Regions from separate parts of the Sus scrofa genome. Here region 2 is linked to region 1. A link is a contact called in public Hi-C data. All regions are on one chromosome and are shown on one strand. The core of a region is the stretch at or near the end of the contact, and the rest is flanking DNA. Distances in the headings are between cores, read along the strand shown.

Region 1 (7,363 bases), core at 1,440-3,939:
CAACCCTCCCACCATCTCTCAGTCTGAGCTCTACTGAAAACCCAGCTGTCCAGATCCCCGGACCTTACCACTATTCCACACCATGTTCAGAAGTTCATTGGAGTTTACGTTGTGAACCACAGCAGCACCATACCCAGCCTTCTGAGCATTCAGGACCTAGGAAGATGAGGCAGATTGGAGCCATCGTGGGCCTTCCTACCCCAGTCCTGATGCATTTTTTTTTTTTTTTACCCTTAGCCTCCCATCTCCCACTCCACATTCAGCAACCTTGAGGTCAAAGTTGCAGTCGAATCTTCGAAGCAGTGCAATAAAGACTGACCCATTGACCGGGGCTGGGGGTGGTGGGGCAATGGGGCTGCAGGCATTGTCTGGGTGAGCCTCCACAAGGAAGCCCTGGGAAGAGAAGCAAACAACAGTTGGATTTTATCTCCCCAGGTTCTGCTCCCACAAGTCCTACCAAGCACACTGGCCCCCACATGCTGCATGTCCTCATTCCTGGGGGTCTGAGCATCCCACCCAAGTCAGAAGTCCACCTCTTCTCTTAGCCTCCTGAAGATGCAATTGCAGCAAACAACATCTCTCTACCAGACCCTCCAACACTCCTCTCCTTTTCCCAGATGAGCAAATCTATACCCCGCACTCCTAGTTAATTCTTTTGCCTTCCGGTTTCCCTCTAATTGTAACCCAATTCCCTATTCATATCACTCAAGCTGTTTCACATTCTCTACTCTAGTACATGCTCCTACAGCATATACTCCCCTCTGTTTAAAAGAAAAAAAAAAAGTACCCTAAATGGAGTTACTTGTGCTGAGCCCCATAACACCAAGCTTAATTTATAATTTTAACCTCCCCCAGAAATGGAATCCAGCACTAGTGAGGTAAGCTGCCCGAGAGTCCCCCTACCGTCTCCTAAAGAAAGGTGATCTTGCCACAAATAAGTCAGCTTTTTTGCCAGCATAACTTTCCTGTCCCACCCGCTTCTGCCCCTAAGTCTTTAGTTTTGTATAGTTCTTCAGAGATCCTTTCTGTCTGCTAGGTGGGATACTGCTCAATCCATGGGGTCGTTGAATACAAGCCAGTAAAAGCTTTAAAATTCACTCAGTTGAATTTTGTTTTTTTAACACCCTCTTCACTTTCCAATTACCCATCTTGGAAACAACTATACTGGTATCTATGGCCCAACTGAGTTCTTGCTATGTGGCAGTCTTTGTGAAGTACTACAAAGCTGCTTACCTAATTTAATTCTCACAATAATCCTGTGGTAACTTTTACTGTTATTCCATCTTTACAGTAAAACAAACTAAGGCCCAGAGAGATAATTAACTTGTCCAAGGTCATAAAAACCAATAACTGGCTCTAGAGACCCTACTGATAAGCACCACCCCTGGTGCCTTTTATCTTGGTCCACTTTCAGTCTCCTTCATAAGGCTCAGAGTTCTAGGAGTAGACTTTGTCTCCTCCCTCCGATTCTGGATTCCACCAGGCCAGATGTGCTCTTGCGCTAAGTTCCTAACTTGACTCTTCTACCTCCAGCTTCAATCATCCAAGAGGGAAAATTTTGGGAAACAGGAAAAAGGGAAGAAAATCACCTGAAGTCCCTCCTGGCTCAAGGCAGCCCCAAAGAGAGCTGGGAGGTCTGCAAAGTCCATGCTGGCATTGTGGTCCGAGATCTGCGGCAAGAGTCCATGTCTCTCCTTTAGCCTGCAACCTCTCCCCTTCAGCGCCCTTCCCCCATCTGCCCCTCAGACTCACCGCTCGAATAAGCCCCTGGCTGGGGGCCACTCCCCACAGCACAGTGGCCACAACCACAGGAAGCGGGAAGGCCGCAGGGTGCATGGCAGCGGGAGGGGAGAGGCGGAGGAGGCCGCGTCCCGATAGCAGGAGCAGAAGCGGAGTTCTGCGCCCTCTCTGGCCCTTCCTCAGGGTCCCAGGGGTCCAACCACCCCCAGGTCCCCCTTCTCAGCTACATGGGGACGAGGGGAAGGACCCCCGACTCGGGGAGTGAGATAGCCAACCCCCTTAGTGGAGCCGGGAAGGCGACACTAAAAATACCCTTTTCTGGTATAGGAATAAAACGGGGGAAAGGAACAGAAGCAAGCCCAGGTGACAGAAAAACTTCTGGAAGGGTGGGGGGAGATCACGGAGGTGGGACTTCCGGCCAGGTGGGCCGTATTCCCATTCCCTGTAAGAGGGTTTCCGGCAAAGAAGGTCAGGCCGCTTCCAGCATTGGACGCTCCAGACGAAGGACTTCCGGTCCTAAAAGTCCGGTTAAAAGAAAAGATTAGAGGTGAGAGGAGTGCCTGTACAGACGAAAGGAGCACCGAAGCCCCAGGCAACAGCTTGGTTGTTTCCCCTCTAGTGCCCAGGATCCTGCAACTGGCTGGCTTACAAACCTCTCCGCCTCCCTCTGGCCGCCGCCACTGCCGCCGCCGTATCTTCACGTCTCGCGAGAGTTCTCCCACACACATCCCTCCCACCTGCTGAGAGCTTCCCGTACCTACCGCGAGGGACTGCCTAACTCGGGCTAGTCTAAGCTCACGAGATCTCGCGAGATCTTCAGAAACCCTCTTCTCTGTGTTCCCGCGACTCCAATTCGATAAAAATTGCACCTATGCTCTGGCTTCCTAAATCAGCCACACCCCTTCCCGCACCCATTCTGGAAGCTCCTCCTTCAGCTCCGCCTTACTCCCGGCTGCCCTTGCGCTCGCGCCTGCGCCAACTTCCAGCTAGCGCTGGACCTGAGAGCCGGAGGGGTGTGCGCGCGCGCCCTCGCCCCTGTTGCGCGCGCAGTGTCACCTTGGGCGCGAGCGGGGCCGCGCGCGCACGGGACCGGGAGCCGAGGGCCATTGAGTGGCGATGGCGGCGACGGCGAGTCCCGGGGCCGGTGGGATGGACGCGAAGCCCCGTACCTCCCCTAAGTCGGTCAAGTTCCTGTTTGGGGGCCTGGCCGGGTAAGCTCAGGCCCCAGGGATGGGACAGGAGGAGGAAAGGACGGATGCAAGCAACCAGGCCCGGCTCATCTTTGGATCTGTTAGAGTGAACCGAGCCGGCACGGGGTCAGCGCGGTCCCCGTCGTAGTGCGAGATCCATGATGGGCTACCAGGATCTTTTTACCCATCGCAGGGTCCCTTCTGGGCTGCATGCACGGCTCCTGCCGGGCCGCCTGAGTTTCCCAACCCATTGCTTGGCTCTGAGGGGCTGTTTGGGGTTCCAGGTCATTGCATGGCTCCTGCTGGACAACGTGGGATCCCAGGTCATAAGTGCCCACCTCTCTTCTTTGGGTCCGACTGCATGCAGTCCTGGGATCCCTGCTTGACACCCTTGGAGCTGCATGGAGCACTTTTCTTGCATGGCCCCTACTGGACCCCTGGACTTTTCAGACTTATTGCTCTTGGTACATGTGGAGACTCTTGTACACATGTCCGCCAGCCTCCTAAAACTTGGTCAGTCACATGGCAGACCCTGCCCTTTGTGACCTCTTGTTGCCAGGTTCCAGGGGGCATTGGTAGATCTGGAACACCTGGCACTTGACTCCACCCCTTTCTTTCCCCAGGATGGGAGCAACAGTTTTTGTACAGCCCCTGGACCTGGTGAAGAACCGGATGCAGTTGAGTGGAGAAGGAGCCAAGACACGAGAGTACAAAACCAGCTTCCATGCCCTCACGAGCATCCTGAGGGCGGAAGGCCTGAGGGGCATTTATACAGGGTACTGGGGCCAGATGATGGGGGAGGTAGGGTGTGGGTTGGCAGCTCCAGACCTTGGCTTGATGCACTGACCCTTTCGCTCCCCAGGCTGTCAGCTGGCCTGCTTCGCCAGGCCACCTATACCACCACTCGCCTTGGTATCTATACCGTGCTGTTTGAGCGCCTGACTGGGGCTGACGGTACACCCCCTGGCTTTCTGCTGAAGGCCCTGATTGGCATGACTGCAGGCGCAACTGGTGCCTTTGTGGGAACGCCAGCTGAGGTGGCTCTTATCCGCATGACTGCTGATGGCCGGTGAGTTCCAGGTTTGAGCCTGACCCCAGCTCCGTTCCCTAGAATCTCCAGTGAAAGACCTGATTTCTTATCCTAGAGCTGGAGTACAGCATTCACCCGTTCACGGCCTTCTGGCCTCCTTTTCTTCGCTCCTGTGGGGACAGGGTGGTCTCTCCTGAATTTGGCCTCTTCCTGCCTTCCCGCCAGGCTTCCACCTGACCAGCGCCGGGGCTACAAAAATGTATTTGACGCCTTGATTCGAATTGTCCGGGAAGAAGGGGTCCCCACACTATGGAGGGTGAGTGAAGGGGCTGGAGACCTGGGGGGCGTGGGGGTCAGGTCTTGGGCATTTCTGACTCCACCCCCCCACCCCCACCCCAGGGCTGCATCCCTACCATGGCTCGGGCCGTCGTCGTCAATGCCGCCCAGCTCGCCTCCTACTCTCAGTCCAAGCAGTTTTTACTGGACTCAGGTGAGACTCAGAGCCAAACCCTTAGCTCCCCGCCTGGCCTGAGCCAGCTCCCAGCTGACCGCCACCCCCTGCTCCGCCTCCCCCAGGCTACTTCTCTGACAACATCCTGTGCCACTTCTGTGCCAGCATGATCAGTGGCCTGGTCACCACTGCCGCCTCTATGCCTGTGGACATTGCCAAGACCCGGTGAGTACGTAGACCTGGGCCTCGAGGGGGTCGGGAGGGCCCCTCTTTATGGCTCTCATGCCCCTGCGTCCTCTCCTTCAGGATCCAGAACATGCGAACGATTGACGGGAAGCCGGAATACAAGAACGGGCTGGTGAGGAAGCAGGGCTTGGGGCTTGGGTGGCAGGGTGGGCTGTCCTGGGAGGGCGGTGGGGGTGGCAGGCTGAGAGGGACAGGGCCCCAGAGGCCAGGTCCCAGCCCCAGCGCCCTGCCTGCCTGCCTGCCTGTCTAGGATGTGCTGGTGAAGGTCATCCGCTATGAGGGCTTCTTCAGCCTATGGAAGGGCTTTACGCCGTACTATGCCCGTCTGGGCCCCCACACCGTCCTCACCTTCATCTTCTTGGAGCAGATGAACAAGGCCTACAAGCGTCTCTTCCTCAGTGGCTGAGGCGGGAGCAGAGGCCCGGAGCCGCTGTGCCGGGGGCTCCCACTTGCCCGCTGCTTCTACAGTCAGTGCGCCCCCCCCGGGGGGCCTAGACTCTGCTGCCCTGGGCCCCTCTATTTATTACCCCTCCACCGTGTGGTCCCCTCCTCTGCGGTAAAGACCTTGGTGTGTCCTGCCCCTGCTCCAGCTTGCCCTGCCCAACTTGTCGCCATCGTCATGATCTCTGTCCCCGGCTGTACCTTGGGGGAGCTGGGAGGCTCCACGCGGATTTCCGGCTTCCCCTTGGGTATTAGTTGAGGGCACAGAGGACAGCAGGCGACCTGTGCCGCCCCTGCCCCCTGCCCCGCCGCCCTCAGTGAGGCAACCGAGGCAGAGTTGAGGGGACCGGAGAGCCCAGAAGCTGTCCGGAAGGTCAAGGGTCTGCAGCGGGAGGACGCGGCCCTTCCTCCCGCCCCCTCCCTGAGGACATGGTTAATAAATTGGATTGATGACACCACCCCCAAATCTGGAGAGTTGTGGGGGCAGGAGAGGGAGGACACTGGACAAAGAAGCATGCCCCCCGCAGAAAGGAGCTGGAGTTTTTAAGAAAAACGATGAAAGAAAAAGCACCCGCTGGTTTTATGCAAATGTTATGTAAAGCAGTCATGCCAGCAGCAGCTGACTGGTGAGAAAAACTCAAAACTCCAGACCCCGTGTGTTGCTTTCCAGCCACTCGCCCTAGAATGTAACTAACAGACACCCAGGTCATCGCATGTTATCCCCAGAGATCTGGTGACTGCTTCCTCAGCCTGAAAAGAGAGGGAATAGAATCTGAGGGGGGAAGGCTGACCTGCCAGGGGGTGGAATGGGCACAGAGCCAGGCCCCCGAAGCCTGGAGGCTTAGGAGAGGGAGGATGTTGGCCCAAGACCTGCTCTGGCCTGCAGGCTGAGGAGAGCCACTGCCTTCTCTGTTTCTTTGGAGATGTTTGACTCCCAGGCCCTGCCCTCAAGGAGCCCAGAAACCTCTCAGGGCACAGGAAGGTCAGTTGGAAGGAAGGCTTCTCCCAAGCCAGGCCAGAGGACAGGCAGGCAGCAGGTGGGAGCTGCCCCCTTGGCAGAACCTCGCCTGTAGAGGAGGAGGTTGAGCTCAGCAGCCTGGTGGCACTGCTGGGCCCTCCAAGCTCGGCCTCTCTTACCCCCTCCGTGTACATGCTGGCTTGGGCCATGGTGGCCTTGGAGACACTTGAAGCCTGGACCTTGTCCTCAAGGAGTTCCAAGTCCAGAGGGGAGGATGACATGAGGAAGCCGGGAGTCAGCAATAGCGCACTGCAGGGTGACGTGGCACCCCAGGCCCAGCCTGGGCGAGGAGAGACTGCAGTAACAGGCTGGTCGGGGAGGGGGTGGGACAGCATTCCTGAGAACCAAGGCTTGGAGGAGACATGCCGGGGAGCAGGTGATGTCTGCAAAGTTTTTAACAGCTGGGGCGCAGGCCGAGTGTGCTGTGAGAGGGAAGCCAGGCCATGAGATGGTTGGTGCACAGGAGTCTCGACTGCCAAGCTCAGCCTGTCCTCTCTCCAGGGAAGAGCTCAAAGCAGGAAAGAGATGCGGTCAGGTTTTCAAATTAGGAAGATTCTTCCTGCACCATCTGCCGGAGGAGGGTCTCCATGGAGCCAGAAAGGCTCAGCCCTCTCACTCCCCTTCTCTAGGTCCTGAGTCTTGGCTTGGGCTGGAGGTGGGAGAGAAAGGCCCACCCAACGTGCTAAGGGGACTGGCAGAGTTCTAGTGAGAAGTGGCTTCCATTTGCGGGCCTTCTGGCTTAAGAGCAGAAAAATGAGAGTAATTTGGTAAAACCATGAAGATGGCACCCCCCCCACCCCCACCCCAAAGGCCTTCCCCTCCCTGTCCCGCTGCCCTGGGCCAAGCAGGAGAGCTGCACTTCCGAGGCCATGGCTGCCAGCCGGCACCCACCTGCACTCTTGGTACTGCAGGCTGCAGACAGGTAGCTTCAGCATTATCACTGAGCTCCTGGGAAACACGGGTCTTGAGCTAGAACTTGCTCAGGATGGCCTGGTGGGTGGTGACCCCAGGAGAAAGGGGACACCCCAGGCCGGGGACGTGCAGGCCAAGACTAGAGCTTTTAGGGGTGAGCAGTGCAAATAGGGTGGGTCACTTGGGACCTTGGGAATGCTAGTGACCGTGCCCCAGCCTCATCTCCTTCTCCAAAAGAAACACAATTCTATTTTTAAATTATTTTTTATTATACAAATAATATACATGGTGGAAAACTAGAAAATGCTAAGTCGAGGAAAAGAAAAGAAAACCAC
Region 2 (7,363 bases), core at 2,841-5,340, 900 kb after region 1:
GCTCCAGCTTTTATTTATTTGTTTATTTTTGGGTTTTTTTTGGTCTTTTTAAGGCTGCACCCGGGGCATATGAAGGTTCCCAGGCTAGGGGTCGAATGGGAGCTGTAGCTGGTGGCCTGCACCACAGTCACAGTGACACCAGATCCAAGCCATGTTTGCAACCTTTGCCACAGCTCACGGCAATGCTGGTCCTTAACCCACTGAGCAAGGCCAGGGATTGAACCTGCGTCCTCATGAATTAACTAGTCAGATTGTTTCCACTGAGCCACTACGGAACTCCCTGGCTCCGGCGTTACTTAATTCCTGACCCCAGGTTCAAGAACTTACCTCCTCTGGGACCTGGCAGGTCGTCTTCTCCCAATAGATCAGGGTGACATGCAGTGGAAAGAACTTGCCTTTCTATACGCCTGTGTTTTTGGGGTTTTTTTGGTTTTTTTTTTTTTTTTTTTTTTTTTTTTTTTTTTTTGTCTTTTTGCCATTTCTTGGGCTGCTCCCACGGCATATGGAGGTTCCCAGGCTAGGGGTTGAATGGAGCTGCAGCCGCCGGCCTACACCAGGGCCACAGCAACTCGGGATCCGCGCCACATCTGCGACCTACACCACAGCTCACGGCAACGCCGGATCGTTAACCCACTAAGCAAGGGCAGGGACCGAACCCGCAACCTCATGGTTCCTAGTCGGATTCGTTAACCACTGCGCCATGACGGGAACTCCTATACGCCTGTGTTTAAATCCCACCTCTGCCATTTCTTACTTCTGTGACTTTGGGCAAATTATTTTTCAGACCACAGTGTCTTCATCATTGAACACGAGGACTTCCTTATGAGATTGTTGTGAGCATTATTAGGTGCTCTGCATTGTTTTTAATATATTATAGTCACTAACTAGTAGTAATCTTTGTAACCAACAGGTGAGGGTAGGTATGGTTATTTTCATCCTCTCACAGGAAAGGTAACTGAGGTAGAGTTATTAAGCAGCTTGCCTGTGATCATAAGCTAGTGAATGGAGGAGCTGGGTCGGAACCATGGAGTCTGGCTCCAGGATCCTGAACCTGGGTCCCTCTTGCTACTAAGCACCTGTATCTTTTTTTTTTTTTTTTTTTGTCTTTTCTAGGGCCACATCTGTGGCATATGGAGGTTCCCAGGCTAGGGGTTGAATCGGAGCTATATCCACCAGCCTACGCCAGAGCCACAGCAATGCCAGATCCAAGCTGCGTCTGCGACCTACACCACAGCTCATGGCAACGCCGGATCCTTAACCCACTGAGCGAGGCCAGGGGTTGAACCCGCCACCTCATGGTTCCTAGTCAGATTTATTAACCACTGAGCCACGATGGGAACTCTATCACTTGTATCTTTAAGGCGTGAAAAGTACCCGTCTTGGGCTCTCGAGTGTTCTGCACCACCTCCTCTATCACGCCTTCTTCGCTCACCCTGAGAATCCACACATCCAGATGCTGAGCCTTGGCTCACAGTCCCCGGGCAGAAAATTGAGTTTGTCCGCTCGGCTCGGTGCCTGCTCCTCCATTCGTCTTTGGGAACCGCGGCCAGAGACAGGATGCCTGTGCTGCCTTCCTCATGCGCCCGCTCTGCCTCCTAGGTGGACATCTTCAACAAGGAGCTACTGCTGATCCCCATCCACCTGGAGGTACACTGGTCCCTCATCTCTGTTGATGTGAGGCGGCGCACCATCACCTATTTTGACTCGCAGCGCACCCTGAACCGCCGCTGCCCTAAGGTTTGAGAGAGAAGGGGCAAGCTGGGCAGCATGTGGGGAGGAGAGCCAGTGGCAAGGCATCTCAGGCGGAAGGGTGGGTCTTGAGTCCTTGGGAGCACCCCGGGCTTGGCGCCTGCGACCCCCGGACCCCGGGTGCAGTTAGCACAGTAGGGCCATCACGTCCTCCCTTCCTCCACCCACATAGCATATTGCCAAGTATCTCCAGGCAGAGGCAGTGAAGAAAGACCGGCTGGACTTCCACCAGGGCTGGAAAGGTTACTTCAAAATGGTAAGTTTCTAGAGGAAGGTTGGAGGTGGTGGTGGTGAGCATGGTAGGAGGCAGAAGTTGAAACCATACCCCTAGGGTCTCCAGGTAAAGAGCTGACCTTCTTTGTATTCTCTAGAATGTGGCCAGGCAGAATAATGACAGTGACTGTGGCGCCTTTGTGTTGCAGGTAAGCAGATGCCAGTTGGGTTTAAGGGTTGGGAGGGAGGCGGGAGCTGGTCTGCAGCCCTCATTTGGTTCACAGCCACTTATGGAGGGGGAGTAACCTAATGTATTAGGATGTCGAAACCCGGGTTTCATCGGTCCTCTCGTGGGCTTCTCCGTGCCTCTTTGAAACTGAGTCTGTGGTCCTTGGTCTCTGGCCCTGATAGAGCTTCCTCCTGCTGCTTAACGCAAAGCATTTTCTGTTAACACTGGGTATCTCATGTCCCAAAGAGGAACATTGGCTTTAGAGTCAGACTTTTTTTCCTTTTGAGCACCACTCGGTGGGACCTTAGTTTCCTTTGTTTGTGAAATGGGAATGTTTTGGGGAAGATCCAGTGAAATGTGTGTCATATGAAATACGTCGCACGGATCCTGACTTGGGGGTATATGCTCAGTAGGTGGTTCTCATGGCCTGCTTTGTTAACACCTAGTATTGCAAGCACCTGGCCCTGTCTCAGCCATTCAGCTTCACCCAGCAGGACATGCCCAAACTTCGTCGACAGATCTACAAGGAGCTGTGTCACTGCAAACTCACTGTGTGAGCCTCGTATCCCAGGCCTCAAGCCCATTCGTTAAATGGGCAGGGGGACATGGGAGATCCTTCCTTCCCAAGAAACTCCAATTCCTTTCCTCTCTTGCCTCTTCCCACCCAATTCCCTTTGGTTTTTCATATTTAAATGTTTTAATTGATTTCTGTATTTTTTTCTTTGAGAGAATACTTGTTGATTTCTAATGTTCAGGGGGTGGCCATGGAATATCCCCTTTCACCCTCTGTCTGCAGGGGAGTATGGCCTTGTGGCCTGGGTGGGGCAGTCATCTCCCTTTCATGTGCAGGGTGGGGGACGGGGCAGGAAAATCTGTGCTGGGGGTGGTGGGCGGACAATGGGATTCCTGCCTGCCAGATCTTCAAAACTTTTATATATATATATACATATATATATATATGCCATGGTCCTGCTCTGGTCAATAAAGGATCCTTTGGAGATACATAGTGGTGGTCTTCCTTTAGGGGCCGCAAAACTAGTGGATATGCTCTCAGCCTTTCCTCCAGCCAGTGCTGTTAGCTACCCTTTTTGGGTTTTGAGACTTAAGGGGCCAGTTTTCCATCCCTGGCTCACACAATGCCAACGCCACGTCCTCAAAAGAATCCTCCAGCTAGCGGAGCCAGGGCTGGAAGGAGGGGAGAGTAGGTAAACCTCAAAAATAAGGGCGCTTGAGGGGTCCTAAAGTTGGGGAAACAGGACACTTAAGGGAGCCGGCCAGGATTCCTGACAGCAACCTCAAAAGCCCCTAAGCCCACAAGTCAATTACTCCATCCCTCCTCCCTCCAGCCAGGGGAACCGTCCCAGCCGCTGGGTAATGGATCCTGACTTCAGCCCCCTGTACGCTTGGAACACCTCGGGCTTGGTGTCCGATTTATCTTTGCTGCAGGAGAGAACAAAATTGAACGTGGTCTGGTGGACACCTGTAACAGAGGGTAGCGGTAGTGGTAGTCCCGGGAGCCCGGAAGTCCCTGGAGGCTGAAACCTCGCCCCCCTTGCGTGATAGGGCCTGGTAGGCCACATGACTGAGGCACTCTCGCCTCCGCACGTGTAGGGGTGCAGGGCCCCAAGATGGCTGCCAGGCCTCGAGGCCCGACTCCAGTATGTCACTTCCGTACCGGCGAGAAAGGCGGGCCCTCTAGCCAATGAGGCTGCGGGGCGGGTCTTCACCTTGACGGGCGCTCAAGTTATCCAATGGTGGCCGCGTGCCAGGGCGCCTACGAACTAACGTCACGCCTAGTTGCCGAGCGGCGGCAGGCGGAGCTGAGGCGGCCAAGCCAATGCGATGGCTGGGGCGGGGTCGGGCGCTCTATAAGTTGTCGATAGGCGGGCACTCCGCCCTAGTTTCTAAGGATCATGTCTGCGAGTCAGGATTCCCGGTAAGCAAGACACTTGCAAGAGACTGTGGCTGCTTACCTTGCCGCCCTTTTCGAGGGCCCGGCGTGGGGAAGCTGAGGCCCGCCGCCCTAGGCCCCCCCAGGGTTGCGGGGAGACCAAGCCGGGAGGACCCGTCCGGGGAGGTGGGGGGAGTTAGGGGCGGGTCCACGGCCGACGCTGCCAGGGCCTAGGCAGAGGCCGAGGACGGCCGGGCTTTCGGGACCCAGCGAGCGAGTTTCGTTAGGAGGCCTCGACCGACGTGGTGCGTGAAGCTTGGTCGCTGAGTGGGGTGGCGAGGTCGCGACCTGTTGTGAGAAAGGAAGGTAGAGGCGGCCGTGCGTGGCGCGGAGCCGCCGGTCAGATTGTCTCACTGCGGGAGGGAGGGTTCGCGCGCGCTCGGGACTCCGGAGGATTCTGACGGTACCACTCGCCGAAGGTGGGGGTGCCTGGATCCTCAGTCGCTTGGTCGCGTGAAGCTATGGGTCGCGGGAGAAGAAGCCGGCCGTTCAGTGTGCTGGTTTTCTTGACGGCCAGGACCGACCCTAACCCCGAGGAGCGGCCGCTTGAGGCACCGGGAGCCCACCCGGCGCCGGGCGGGCGGGTCCATTTTGCCGCACAAGCCGGGCAATTGGCAAACTGCGGATGGGCAGGTCCACTTTCCTTCGGGGGTGAGCGGCCTGAGGTATGGGAGGGCGACGCCATTTCGCGACGGGGGCGGGCGGGGTGTGGATTGTTCCCCGGAGGGGAGGGGTGCGCCGCCGGGTGGTCGAGGAGGCGAGCACATGGCGGCCTGAGGTGCTCCCCTCCCCCATTCGGCTTCGCTCTTAAGTGTTGTGCAATCTCCCCCCTTGCTAGCTCGGCTGGGGCTCATTGTGCGCGAGGCCGCCACCGCCCGCGGCCTCCCACATCCGGGCACCGCGAGGCGGGGAGATGGGCTGGAGGGAGTGGGGGAGGGCGCGGGCGGCATGACGTGGGGGGGAAGGGGATGTCCTCCTCTCGCATCTGGGAGGTGGAAGGCGGGACTTCCGGCGCGCTGGGGCCACAGTGGGAGGTGCACGCGCTGGGTCTTGGAGCGGCCCGGCCCAAGACACGTGGGCCTGGCGGCCAGCACCACCTCTACGCCCCGGGCAGCGCAGCGCCGTTCCTTCCAGTCTCCGGGTCTTCTGTAGGGCAGGGTGGGGAGGCGGCTTGGCCTGAGCAGTTCCAGAGATGAGGCAAAGGCCTCGGCTGTAAAGTAACTGCTCTTGTGTTTCCGGAATTCATGGGGCTTGGATCGGGAGTGAAGACTGATGGTAGCATGCAAAGCCGCTTGCTGGGAGGAAGAGTCTGGTGGTCAGGATTTCTATGTGCTTGTATTTTAAACCAATAGATCCAGAGACAATGGCCCCGATGGGATGGAGCCCGAAGGCGTCATCGAGGTAAGGTTGGACCCCTACCGCCGTTATCCTTTGTAAGAGTATATACAACAAAAGTATGTTTTTTTTCCTCTTTATAATATAACCTCACTGTTTACAAGTAACTGGTCCCTTCAGAGTAGTTTTCTAGGCCGCATAGACCCAACCAGCTGGCTTCCTTGGGGAGGAGAAGGTGGTGGGTTCTGGAACTTTGGTGCAGGCAGAGAAGGTCCTGTTTGCTCCAGTGCAAGAGCACAGCCCCATTTCTGTTAATTCTTTTTTACTTCTTACAGAGTAACTGGAATGAGATTGTTGACAGCTTTGATGACATGAACCTCTCGGAGTCCCTCCTCCGTGGCATCTATGCCTATGGTTTTGAGAAGCCCTCTGCCATCCAGCAGCGAGCCATTCTTCCTTGTATCAAGGGTAAGGTCTTTGCCCCAGAAAAAATGTATGGGCTGTCCCTGGCCTGGGTAGAGTGGCATCTGGTTGGTGGTGCCTGTCTCATATCAGCCAGGGACAAAGCAACTCCTTGTTTATCCCAGCTTGGCTTTTGGTTTGTGCCTATGCCTGGTTCATGCCCTGGACACATGGATTGTTGGCTTCATTTAAGTCAGGCTCTTGTTTTTAGGCAGATTATAATTTTACACCTGTATTTGTAGCCCAGCTTTGGGGTGCCATGCTAAATGAGTTGTTGCCTTCACCTGGCTTCCAGGTCTGCCTTGGTACTGTGTTGTGGTATCAAGTCTGTGAAGCACTTACTGTTTGGCACATATACGGACCCTTCTGTGGGTTATTTTTCAGTGTCCCATGATTCCAAAGAATATTTCCTGCCATTAAATTTCTCTCTCATTTTGTCACTTTAGGTTATGATGTGATCGCTCAAGCCCAATCTGGGACTGGGAAAACTGCCACTTTCGCCATATCAATTCTGCAGCAGATTGAATTGGATCTAAAGGCCACCCAGGCCTTGGTCCTGGCACCCACTAGAGAGTTGGCTCAGCAGGTGAGATTTTACCTCTCCCCAAAGGACTCATTTAGAAATGAATAATAAAACCCAAAAATCAGAAGTATGTGCCCCGACTACCACCACCTTGGAAGAACTGACGTATAGAGAATGAAAGAGATGAAACAAAGTCAGTTGATAACTTGTAGATCTTTTGGGATTTATTAGGTTAATTATAAACCTTAACCAAGCACAGTAAGCATCCTTTACTCCACCCGTTTCCTGAGTCAGATGTGAAGGCTGCTGGGTGGAATGTGACTGGCTGGGCAAGTTTGGCTCTTCTATGACCAAAACCCCCTGGCAATGGGCAAAGAGACACCTGATTGGTGGTGTTGTTCTTATATCAGTCATGGGAAAAGCAGATGTGTATATAGTCCTCTGTTCATCCTAGCTTGATGCCTGGGTTGGTGGCCAGAGCTGTTTCATGCCTAGGACACATGGAATGAACTGTTTTCCTGGGTCTTAGAGGAAAAGGATCAGAGACACCTGTCTCATAAATTGACTGTTTTCTTGCCTATGAAGTGAGTGTTTAATAGTGCTTGAGTTGTTGGGAAAAATAAATTCATAAGCATTTTTTCCCCCCTGGGGCCACACCTGTGGCATACGGGGAGGTTCCCAGGCTAGGGTTCCAATTGGAGTTGTAACTGTCGGCCTACACCAGAGCCATGGTAACATTGGATCCAAGCTGCCTCTGCTGCCTATACCACAGCCCACGGCAATGCAGGATCCTTAACCCACTGAGCAGGGCCAGGGATCGAACCCACAACCTTATGGTTCCTAGCCAGATTTGTTAATCACTGAGGCACGACAGGAACTCCAGTACATAAGCATTTATGAG

Evidence for each region. Hi-C and Micro-C count contacts between places; a contact is called where the count stands out from the background.
Region 2: a contact with region 1 is called in a Hi-C map of liver, with 4 times the contacts expected there. The contact joins the promoter of EIF4A1 here to the promoter of SLC25A11 in region 1. A contact is called at or near these places in 1 of 47 Hi-C or Micro-C datasets (liver) and 2 of 2 datasets of contacts at active chromatin or transcription factors (alveolar macrophages and skeletal muscle).

The regions. Positions count from the first base shown.
Region 1 is chr12:51,968,105-51,975,467 of Sscrofa11.1, forward strand. It overlaps SLC25A11 (mitochondrial 2-oxoglutarate/malate carrier protein), which reads left to right and starts at 2,690. Exons shown (of 8, transcript XM_021067766.1): 1 at 2,690-2,951; 2 at 3,554-3,706; 3 at 3,793-3,999; 4 at 4,186-4,276; 5 at 4,360-4,450; 6 at 4,537-4,636; 7 at 4,718-4,769; 8 at 4,908-5,564. The coding sequence starts at 2,857. The coding sequence ends at 5,063. RNF167 (E3 ubiquitin-protein ligase RNF167) reads right to left here and starts at 2,707. Exons shown (of 10, transcript XM_003131906.4): 1 at 2,394-2,707; 2 at 1,753-2,256; 3 at 1,590-1,670; 4 at 268-393; 5 at 69-156. The coding sequence starts at 1,836.
Region 2 is chr12:52,864,389-52,871,751 of Sscrofa11.1, forward strand. It overlaps EIF4A1 (eukaryotic translation initiation factor 4A1), which reads left to right and starts at 4,091. Exons shown (of 11, transcript NM_001100196.1): 1 at 4,091-4,127; 2 at 5,495-5,543; 3 at 5,813-5,945; 4 at 6,386-6,525. The coding sequence starts at 4,105. SENP3 (sentrin-specific protease 3) reads left to right here. Exons shown (of 11, transcript XM_021067831.1): 8 at 1,600-1,737; 9 at 1,922-2,005; 10 at 2,121-2,171; 11 at 2,638-3,195. The coding sequence ends at 2,748.